2 separate regions of the Macaca mulatta genome follow, and region 2 is linked to region 1. The links are chromatin contacts, called in public Hi-C maps. All regions are on one chromosome and are shown on one strand. Each heading gives the region's core, a stretch centred on a gene start, on an enhancer-like site or on the middle of the called end of the contact. The rest is flanking DNA. Distances are from core to core; before and after follow the strand shown. Region 1 has its middle 47 kb from the start of STARD4. Region 2 has its middle 95 kb from the start of NREP.

Region 1 (5,261 bases), core at 1,504-4,003:
AGAGGCACAAACACAAAAGACAAAATCAGACTTCATAAAAATTCTTTAAAAATGTGCATCAAAAGTTATCAGTAGAGTAAAAAGGTAACACACAGAATGGAGACAAAAATCTGCAAATCATACATCCGATATGGGGTTAGCAAATATATTGAGAACTCCTACAGCTCCAACAACAAAAACAACCCCATTCAAAAATGAGCAAAGACTAGAGTAGACATTTCTCCAAAGAGGATATACAAACAACTAATGGGCACATGAAAAGATGCTTGACATCACTAATCATTAAGGAAATGCAATTCAAAACTACCATGAGATACCACCACATACCCTTTAGGGTGGCTACTACCAAAAACAAAAACAAACTTCAGAAAATAAGAAGAGTTGGCAAAGATGTACGGAAATTGGAAGCTTTGTGCCCTGTTGATGGGAATGTAAAACATTACAGCCATGATAGAAAACAGTATAGTGGTTCTTCGAAAATTAAAAATAGAATTACCATCTGACCCAGCAAATCTACTTCTGGGTATATGCTCAAAAGAACTGAAAGCAGCTGCAGCAATTAAAAAGAATAAGTTCATGTCCTTTGCAGGGACATGGATGAAGCTGGAAACCATCATTTTCAGCAAACTAACACAGGAACAGAAAACCAAACACTGCATGTTCTCACTCATAAGTGGGAGTCGAACAATGAGAACACATGGACACAGGGAGGGGAACATCACACACTGGGGCCTGGGGAGAGAGAGCATTAGGACAAATACCTAACACTTGAAGGGCTTACAACCTAGACGATGGGTTGATAGGTACAGCAAGCCACCATGGCATATGTAAAACTATGTAACAAACCTACACATTCTGCATATGTATCCCAGAACTTAAAGGAAAATTAAAAAAAAAAAAAAAAGAAATAAAGGAATAACTGAAAGCAGTATCTTGAAGAGATATTTGTTGTACCTAGCAATCTTATTCACAATAGTTAAAATGTGGAAGCAATCCAAGTGCCCATCAATGGTATGAATGGATAAGCAAATAGTGGTATATACATACGGCCTTAAAAAGCAAAGAAATTCTGACAAATGCTATAACATAGATGAAACTTGAAGACACTATGCTAAGTGAAATAAGCCCATCGCAAAAAGACAAATACTGTATGATTCCACTTACATGAGCAACTTAGAATAGTCAAAATCATTGAGACAAAGTAGAAAAGTGGTTGTTAGGGAATGGGAATGTATCAATACATTCTAACATTGCTATAAATAACTACTTGAGACTGGTTAATTTATAAAGAAAAGAGATTTAATTAACTTACAGTTCTGCAGGCTGTACAGAAGGCATGGCTTGAGAGGCCTCAGAAAACTTACAGTCATGGCAGAAGGTGAAGGGCAAGCAAGGCATGTCTTCACATGACCAGCAGGAGAGAGAGCGAAGGGGGAAGTGCTACACACTTGTAAATAACCAGATCTCGTAAGAACTCACTCACTATCACAAGAAGAGCAAGAGGGAAATCTACCTTCATGATCCAATCACCTTCCACCAGGTCCCTCCCCCAACACTGGGGATTACAATTCAACATGAGATTTGAGTGGGTACACAGAGCCAAACCATATTAGAGAAGGAGGAGTATGGAGAGTTATTGCTAAATAAACACAGAGTTTCAGTTTTACATGATCAAAGACTTATGGAGATAGATGATGGTGATGGTTGCTCAACACAATGAATGCATTTAATACCATTGAACTGTACAGCGAGATTTCAAACTTTTCTTCAGCTATGAGAAGATCTGGCAGCACTGGGCCCTCCTGATAGCAAATGAAAGAACACTCCCTTTAGATGGGGTCAGCACTCTCTGGAATGATATAATGCTTATGTCATTTGTGTTTCCACAGCAGTGGAAAATCAGTGCCCATTGTCTTCCATCCTTTTTTATTCAGCTCACTTCATTCATTTTCCTTCTCTGTCTTATCCCCATAACCACTTGAATTTGCAAGGTTCCTCTGCACTAAATTGTTTTTAACCACTGTTTAATCTTGTTTTGCTTTATTCAAATTTAATCGCATCTTAAAACTTCTCCTCTTGTCTTCATTTTATTTATTTTTTATTTTTCTCTTGTCTTCACTTTAGGTGTCGAAATTCATCTACGTAGCTCACTGGTTGCTGAGTGTCTTCAGGACTTTAAATGGCAACTTCATTTCAAAAGCTCTTAACTGTCTACCTTAAAATAATCTATCATGTTAACTCTTAATTATTCAAATACTTTTAATTCACTGTTCTCTAACCTTTTTTTTTTTGAGGAGAATCTGACTTCTGATTAATATTGCCTCCTTTATTCAGTTTAGCTTAAGTTAGAAAACACAAGATGGTAACAGCACCCCTGCCCAGGTTCCTAAACATTGGAGAGCTGCTTATCTTTCAATTAAAACTAAGAGAAGTCTTCAGCAAGTTTGAGGGTCATGTTGGTGTTCCACATTATAGTAAGTCAGCTCTAGGAAGCAAGAACTGATACCTCCACGTACCAGAAAATTGTCATGAACTTCTCTTTAAATGGGACCCAAGGAACTAACCTGGCACTCATGGAAAGCTAAACCTGGGAGACTAACTGTGCAGCTCAGCAAATTCTCTCCCTGATCCACACTGTAAATATTCAATCAAACCTCTTGACACTGTAAGCTAATGGAGTTCAACTAGCAGAAGGTCTTTGGAGGGTAATCAGGTGCTATTAAAAATATGCTAATGGCAGCTTGTGATCTAGCAGCAGGATCCCAGGATTTGGGGTTTGCATGGTAACTGCCAGCAGATAGTTCACACAGAACAGGAACAACAGAATGAATTAGAATGAGCTGTTTAAATGCAACTGTAATGAAGAATGTGGAGCACAATCAGAAAGAATGTTTGGTGCCCTCAGTGGCACAAACAAACAAACAAACAAAAACACATACATACAAAAACACAAGACCTAAAAGTGAAGTGAATGCTTTCCATTTTGCTATGGCAATCAAAGGTCATAGGAGCCAGCTATTGTGAAGAATTTACAATTTAACCTGATGGTTTTATAGAGCACCTGTGACTTTGTTGAAATATGAGTGTTTCATATGTGAATGACAGAAGTGTCATATGTGGATGTGTCTCCTCACCAAGGCTGAAAGAAAAGGTCTGACAGGGAACAGCTTTTAGCAATCTACTCTATCAAAGGCAGTACAGATGGTTGTTTTTGCTTTTAGCTTAACTGAATGTCAAATGGAAAAAAGGGGGGGGGGGCTTCTTCTCATACATATATCCAACACATAGAAAGAGGTTGAATTGGGGCTTGCACCCAAGTGCACATGCATTACTGGGCAAACATAATGCATGTTTAAGTGTGTGTGCACCCATGTGCATTCCTGTATTTTAGTTGTGCCCTACACTTTTTCCCTTCTCTGCCTGAAGCTGGAAATTTCATAGCAACTCAGCCTCTGCCAGTATGAGCTTGAGACCACAAAGAATGAGATTCTTTCCTGTTTTCCCATTGCAAAGCCTAAATGCCATTGTAAATGATTTTTCCTGGCGGGATGTATTAATACAAAAAGACAGGCTAAATTCACTCTACCCATTAGCCTTGCTAACCCTCGTGGCTGAGGGCAATGATACAGAGTAAAATAATGTGGAGGGAGCTGCCGGAAACAGGCAGCAGTGGGATGACTCCAGGAAAACAAAGGTAATATATCTGCATCCAGCACAGAGGCCCTCACGTGCCAGAGATGGAAATGAAGCTGTGAAAACAAAAAGTAGGCAGGCACATCTCTGGGGGCTAAGGAAAAAAGGAGACAAAGAGGCAGACAGACCATGAATTAAGTGAGCTTGGGAATGCAGAGAAGACAACGGGAAAGCTCAAAGAACAATTTGTATGCAGAGGAGTAGGAGCACGGCAAAGAAGAAATTCAACTCCTTAAGGATTTGTGTTTTGATCCACACTGTCCTTAGCCTAGCCTGAAACCCCTGCTTGGGAAAAAGTTTTGTCATTTGAAAAATACCCTTTTAAAATGACTTAGGCATAATTTCCTTTTCTTAGTCACTTCCTTCCTTCGCTTTGATACAATAGTTGCTTAAAGAAAAACCAGGGGAGAAAAGGTGGTGGAAATGCGTACATTTGGAAACAATTGCTATTGTCCTAGACATGTTCAATCTAGCAGAGACTGACAGGTGCTCTGCTGCTGAGAGGATGCAGTTAGATATGCTGTCATAGAAATAACACCTGGGGAACTAAGGTTTTGTGGGAACAGCATGAAATGTATATAATTTGGGACCCTATTTAAGAAAAACAATACAGAATTACAATACAAAATTGTGAAAACATTCTTAGAGAGTTGGAAGGAGCCTGGGGACGTAAGGGTACCATCAGTTAATATCTATTATTTACCATGTGTTACCATGACAACACCTGCGGGGAGCAGCTTTCCAATGAGGGGCCTTTAGTCAAAGAAAAGTACAGGTCCATTTGTTTTTTCAAGACACAGCCTGCGCTTAAAACACCCACATTGTTGTCTGCTCATTAGACTAAATTTTGCATCCTGTACTGCTAATAGCACTTCCTGAGGAAATGGGTGGGAATTCCAAGATAGTATCACTAAGAAACTAAGTGACTTTAAGGTACCAGGCATATTTCTACGGGATGCCTAAATGACTTCAGTATTTCACCTAAAATAATATACAATCTCTTGGTCTTGCAGCAGATCTGATGTTGATGTATATGGTGTGACATGAAAGAAGACAAAGGGTTCACCTTGAATCTTTCTAGGGGCCAAAGACAGCAGCTCATTGCTTAACTTGTTAAGTACAAACTTGATGAATCCTGATGGTGGGAGGCTCCCACAGAATATGACTTAGGAGAAAATAGAGCACTGCTGTTATAAGAGGAGTCTTTTGTTTGTGAAATCACAAGAACACCTGTGATTCAGCTCCCCAGGAACTTCAGTGGGCCAGTGTCCATTACTTTCATCATCAGGGATGTTTTCATGTTGGGGCCTCTCTCTGAAGGCCCTGGTTTACCCCGAGGGAGCTGGTGAGTCAGGCGCACAGGATGTGAATGGATGAGCCAGGACTTTCTTCTACCAGGGCGCCCTCTTGTGGGGATCTTATTAATTATCTTACACAGAAAGGGACCTTACACCGGGTTGCCTTCACAAGGCACAATTGTGAACATTCACTTGTCCTATAAAGCGTCAGTCATCAGGCTTCAAATAGATATGCTCTCTCCTCTCTTCTCACTGTGGTCGAACTGGTCT
Region 2 (5,261 bases), core at 940-3,439, 290 kb before region 1:
ATTGGTCACAGCTTTACATATTTCAAAAAGGGTAGTAAAGGAAGAGAATGGAAGAAGGGGACTCAGCTGACAGGCTGAATTGAAAACTGGCAACAACAATAGGAAGAACAAAATATAAATGTTATTTGACGCAAACCAAAGCAACAAGACACAAGAGATGAAGGGGATAGTGAAGCAGTAAAGGTTAACCATAAGATTTTGGGACTGATAAGGTAAAAAAAATATATATATATATATGTTGCCTTGGAAAGAAAAGACTGGCCCAAGAAATGGAATCATGTGGGTGAGGGGAAGAAAATGACAAGCTTTGTTTGGGATATGATGATTTGGAAATGATAGTTAGAGACATAAATGGAAATATGCTGCAGGCATTTGAAAATGAGTCTAGATAAAGATCAGGCTAAAATACAAAATTGGAAGCTGGCTGTATTGAATAAAGTCATGAGTCCAAAGCAGGAAGTGTAGAACAGAGCCTTGAATCACACCCACAACGGAAAAAAGATAAAGAGAATTCAAGAAAACTGCTAAATAAAGAGTAGCTAAAGGATGAAGACATAGCTACTAAATAGTAGCTAAAGGACGAAGACATCGATGGATGGATGGATGGATAGATAGATTATAAGCTGTAGATAGGTAGACAGGAAACTTTTTATGAACAAGAAGTAGTAGAGTTTATGGAGAAAGTGATTAACTGTCACATGACATAAAGACAGTGTATTAGGATACTAGTTTAGCTTCTATAACTGAGAAATAAAAATGGTAGTGTTAGATGGTTCAGGGCTAATATGGTGATTCCTAAATCATCAGAATCCCAGGCCCCTTCAGCCTTACTGCTCTGCTTCCTTGGCACTGGGCTTCCATCTCATAATCTAAGGTAATTCCTTCACTTCTTGCATACATTTTTATTCAAGACTGCAGGAAGAAAGAAAAGGAAAATGGGAAGGGCTTGCCTTAAGAGTTGTATGTATCATTTCAGTTTAGATCCCATGGCCACAGCTAGCTACAAGGGAATCTAGAAAATGTATATTTCAGTTGGGCAGCTGTGTGCCCAGATGAATTTTAACTTCTTACTATATATAATAAAGAAAGCATGATATGGAAGGACCACTAACAGTCTTCACTACAGATGGATAAGATAATTCAAAAAAGACCCTTGAATTTGACAAGCTGTTGGCTACTAAAAAAGCCTATGTAACTCTTCTTCCTGCCTCCGATCTTGCTGTCTTCCAATTCATTGTCCATACTGCAATTTGAAGTAAGTTTCTAAAAAGTGTTACTCCTCTGCTTAAAGCTTTCATTGGTTCCTCAGTGCTTTTAAGATAAAGTTCCAAACTTTAAACATAGCTACGATCTCATAAGTAGAACCCTGCTTACCTTTGAAGATTCATCTCTCTTTACTCTCCTCCCTCACACAGCCTATTACACTCTGCATACCTCCCTCAATTTCTTCAGCTGACTGGAACATCGTATTTTTTCCCTAGTGCATCTGAGGATTTGCATCCCCTGTTCCCTCTTCTTGGTATGCTTTTCACCACTTTGTTTGGATTCCTCCTATCGTCCTTCAGGTTGGATACCGTGTCTACCAAGGTGCTTTCACTGTCCTTCTAAGACTGAGTTTTGTTCATAAAGTTTTGTTCTGTGTTTCAGAAGCACCCTGCTTGTCACATGTACCACTTATCCAAATCTGCTTTGTAGGGCTCAGTTTCTCTGTGTTACCCACAAAACTATCAGCTCATTGAGGAAAGAGGTAATCTCAAATCCAAATTTGTACACCAGAGGTTATCCCATGGCCAGTGAAGAGTATGAGATCCCAAACTATTAGTTCAAAGGAAGAAAGGCGTAACTATAATGAGAAAAAGACCCCAAAGCTATCATTTATTGAAGCAAGTGAAAACACTAAATTTCCTGCCCACTCACTGCTGTTTCTTAGGCTCAGGCTCCTCTGCTACATAATGAGGGACTTGTAACTCTGCTGACAAATGGCAAAGAAAATGAATTACTTTGACAAGGAACATTAAAGCATGGCATTCATCTTACATCCTGAAACATTGTTGGATGCCATGGTTCCATGTCTTAGAATTAGTCAGATTGTTTTTGGCAATTCCTATTTCAAGGCGGTGGGGGGTGGGGGTTGGGAGGAATTGTCTATTGCAAAGGAATCATCCACAACCCGCTATTTAGCAGAGCTGTAAAAGCTTATTTGAGCATTACCATGGCAACCACTGGCCTAACACTGCACTGTAGTATACTTGTCTAGACAGCACCAAATTCATCAGCACTTTCTCTTTTGTATGCCTGATTTTAAAAAGGCAGGTGTGTATCCAAGGTGCTACTGGGACAGAAAAAAATTTTCTCCATGTAGGCATATGAAAGTGTCAGAAGCATCCTGTGAGCATCTAAATGGCTAGCACTGAAATCTGCACTAATTTGAAAGCTTTTAGCATTAGTCTGTGTTTTTCTTTTTAAATAAAACCTTACTAGAAATAAAGAACTAGAAATATATCCATATGGCCTGCCAACTGTGTCTAAAAATAGCTGATGTGAAAGAAAGAACTTACTAACTTTTAAATTTATATCAAACTAAGAATCAAGAATGCTTTTTAATTGTATTCTTCTTGTCACTAGTATTTGGACACAATACCAAATTGATACCAAAGACCATAAATCAGACATATATTAGCTTAGAGTATTTATAGTGTTCTCTTCAATGGAGGAATCTGAATAGGACCAAACCTTCAGGACCCACCAGTTGAGTTTTACTGAAATTCAGGGTCATGCATACGTGAGGAAAGAGCCTTTCCTAGGTCTTGCTTGGTCTTGAGTCTTTGGCAGTGTTGCAAGAACCACACCAAAGATCCTCCAGGAATATTTTGGAACAGAAGAGCTAGAAAGAATACATGTACGTTTCCCTTCAGACTTGATACAACCAGTGGTTTTGGCTAGCTTATGGATTTGAATAAAAACTTTGAATTATATTTGTATATAGTTAACTGTGTGTCTTGTATCTGTATGTGTAATTTATTCTAATTTGCTAGTAAACAACTGGAGCCATTTGGCCCAGACCTCACATTCATAGAAGCCATAAAATTTAGAAATTTGACCTTGTCTCCAAACAAAGATATACAAATAGAGACAGGATGACCAGATGGCATTTATCAGATAACTTTAAACTTGGGTCTATTATTGGAGCATACTGCTTTGCAGGACATTATGAGTTAGTATAGTTTATAAATCCCACTATGACTGCATGGAGATAATACTTATATCACATTGATTTGTGTGTATAAAAAACATTAGTTTGTTAAATGTAATATTATGTGCTATGGACTGTTTATGTCTTCCCAAAATTAATATGTTGAAACACAAACCCCTAATGTGATGGTATTTGGAAGTGAGACCTTGGGGAAGTAATTAGGGTTACATTGGGCCATGAGGGTAGAGCCCACATAGTAGGATTTACTCCCCTACAAAAAGAGAAAGAGACTCAAGATTTCTCTCTCTCTGTGTATTCACTAAGGAAAGGCCATGAGAGGGTATGACAGGAAGAGGACCCTCACAGAGAACCCAACCATTCGGCAGCTTGATCTTGTATTTCCAGTCTCTAGAACTGTCAGAAATAAACGTTTGCTGTTTAAACCGCCCAGTCTGTGGTATTTTGTAATAGCAATCCAAACCAAGACAGTGTGTAAAAAAAAAAAAAAAAAAAAAAAAAAGTGTGTCATGTCTTCATTTTAAAATATGTGTCAGTAACCTCATGGAACTGAAGAAGCTTAGGTCTTTCTCACAGCTCAGAAATCTCTGGCGTGTGTCATCACCTTTGTTAGTGTTTGGTCCCCTAAGATTTTTTTATTGACTTTATGACATGTAGTAGATGCATAATGAAACATTAGTTTAATTAACACATGAATGAATGAACAATGGATATGAATGAAATAAACAAATTTTGGTTTCTAATCAACTTCTCTTAAATTATATACAAATAGCTATTAAATGTGCCTTAGGCATGGTTAAGCAAGTGAAAGAAATCTGATAAACAAGGAGCAAATCCAGGAAAATATAGATTTTGGTATTACTTCATGGAACTGTGAAGCCAGACAGATGCAGAGGGTAGTAAAATATCACTAATTAGGAAAACTCAAAGGAGAAGGTAAATTTGAGTTACTGACAAGTGAGCTACAGAATATTTTTTAAAGAAGTAAAGTTTCAGGAGGACTAGCAGTATCCAGGCAGCCCTCCTTGCTACCAAGATGCTCGAGAGAAGGTCAGCCCCGTTGAAAGAACAGTAAAGGAAGAGCCCAAGAGATCAGTGAGCTAAGCCTGCTCCTACAAAAGTAGAAATGAAGCTAAGAAAGGCAGCAGTAAAGGATAAATCTTTAGATTAAAAAATGCAAACAAAAAGGTAAAAGGAGCAAAGGGAATTGACTAACCAAGAGACCAAATAAAATTTACCTGCAGAAAACAGAGAAACTAAAAATGAGGAGAGTCCAGCCTCTGATGAAGTGAAATGAAAGAAGCCAAGTTTGGTTAATATTATATATCATGGTTTATCGGTGATTCTTGTCTCCCCTCTTGTAAATCCACGGGAATATTTTTATTAACCATTTTGTAAATGCAAGTTTTTACTTGTTCTAGAAGCATTTTTAAGAAAGGGGAAATCCCACCTCTTCCCATTTTTTTAAGTGTCATCTTTTTTTAAGAGGTAGAATTATTTTCTGGTTGTTTATTTTTTATTTTTTTTGGTGTAACCAGAAAATCGTGGGATATTGAATTATGGGAGACTGTGACTGTCTTGGGTATCAGCTTAATATTCTAGCTGGTGGTACTTTTTATCCTATAATACAAAGCATACTAAATGGCAATACAGAGTCATAGTTGCACACTTAACGTGTCTTGAACATTTAAAATTACTTCTATTCCCATGGGGTTTCGTTTTGTTTCTTTTCTTTTCTTTTTTTGGTAGAATTACTTCGTAAAGAAAACCGCTCCTTGATCATAGCTTTCCATGTCAGAATTACATGCGCTCTCTAACATCTTTGGTCATGTTAGTCCTGTTTTCCTAGTAATTTTGTGAAAGATTAAAAATGTGAGTGTGTAGTATATATGATATTAAATTGTGCTTTTTTGGAACTTATGTAACAGCTTATATCAACCTTTCAAGATACTAATACTTGATACCTTCTTAAGGAAAATTTGCTTCCAGATTTTAAGCTGAAAAGTCACTAGAATAACTGTTTGAAAAAGATTTATAACGCACGACTTTT

Evidence for each region. A called contact is a pair of places that touch in the nucleus more often than the background predicts.
Region 2: a Hi-C map of fetal cortical plate shows a contact between it and region 1, with 1.7 times the contacts expected there. The contact joins two enhancer-like sites. A contact is called at or near these places in 2 of 14 Hi-C or Micro-C datasets (fetal cortical plate and liver).

Annotation. Positions count from the first base shown.
Region 1 is chr6:120,356,328-120,361,588 of T2T-MMU8v2.0, reverse strand. No RefSeq gene overlaps it. Among named protein-coding and RNA genes, the nearest start is that of STARD4, 47 kb to the right of the region's middle. Within about 2 kb of position 2,753, at least 8 of the 40 cell types and tissues checked have an H3K27ac peak or open chromatin away from gene starts, as enhancers often do. A contact at or near this core is called in fetal cortical plate, where this site is marked.
Region 2 is chr6:120,648,354-120,653,614 of T2T-MMU8v2.0, reverse strand. No RefSeq gene overlaps it. Among named protein-coding and RNA genes, the nearest start is that of NREP, 95 kb to the right of the region's middle. Within about 2 kb of position 2,189, at least 13 of the 40 cell types and tissues checked have an H3K27ac peak or open chromatin away from gene starts, as enhancers often do. A contact at or near this core is called in fetal cortical plate, where this site is marked.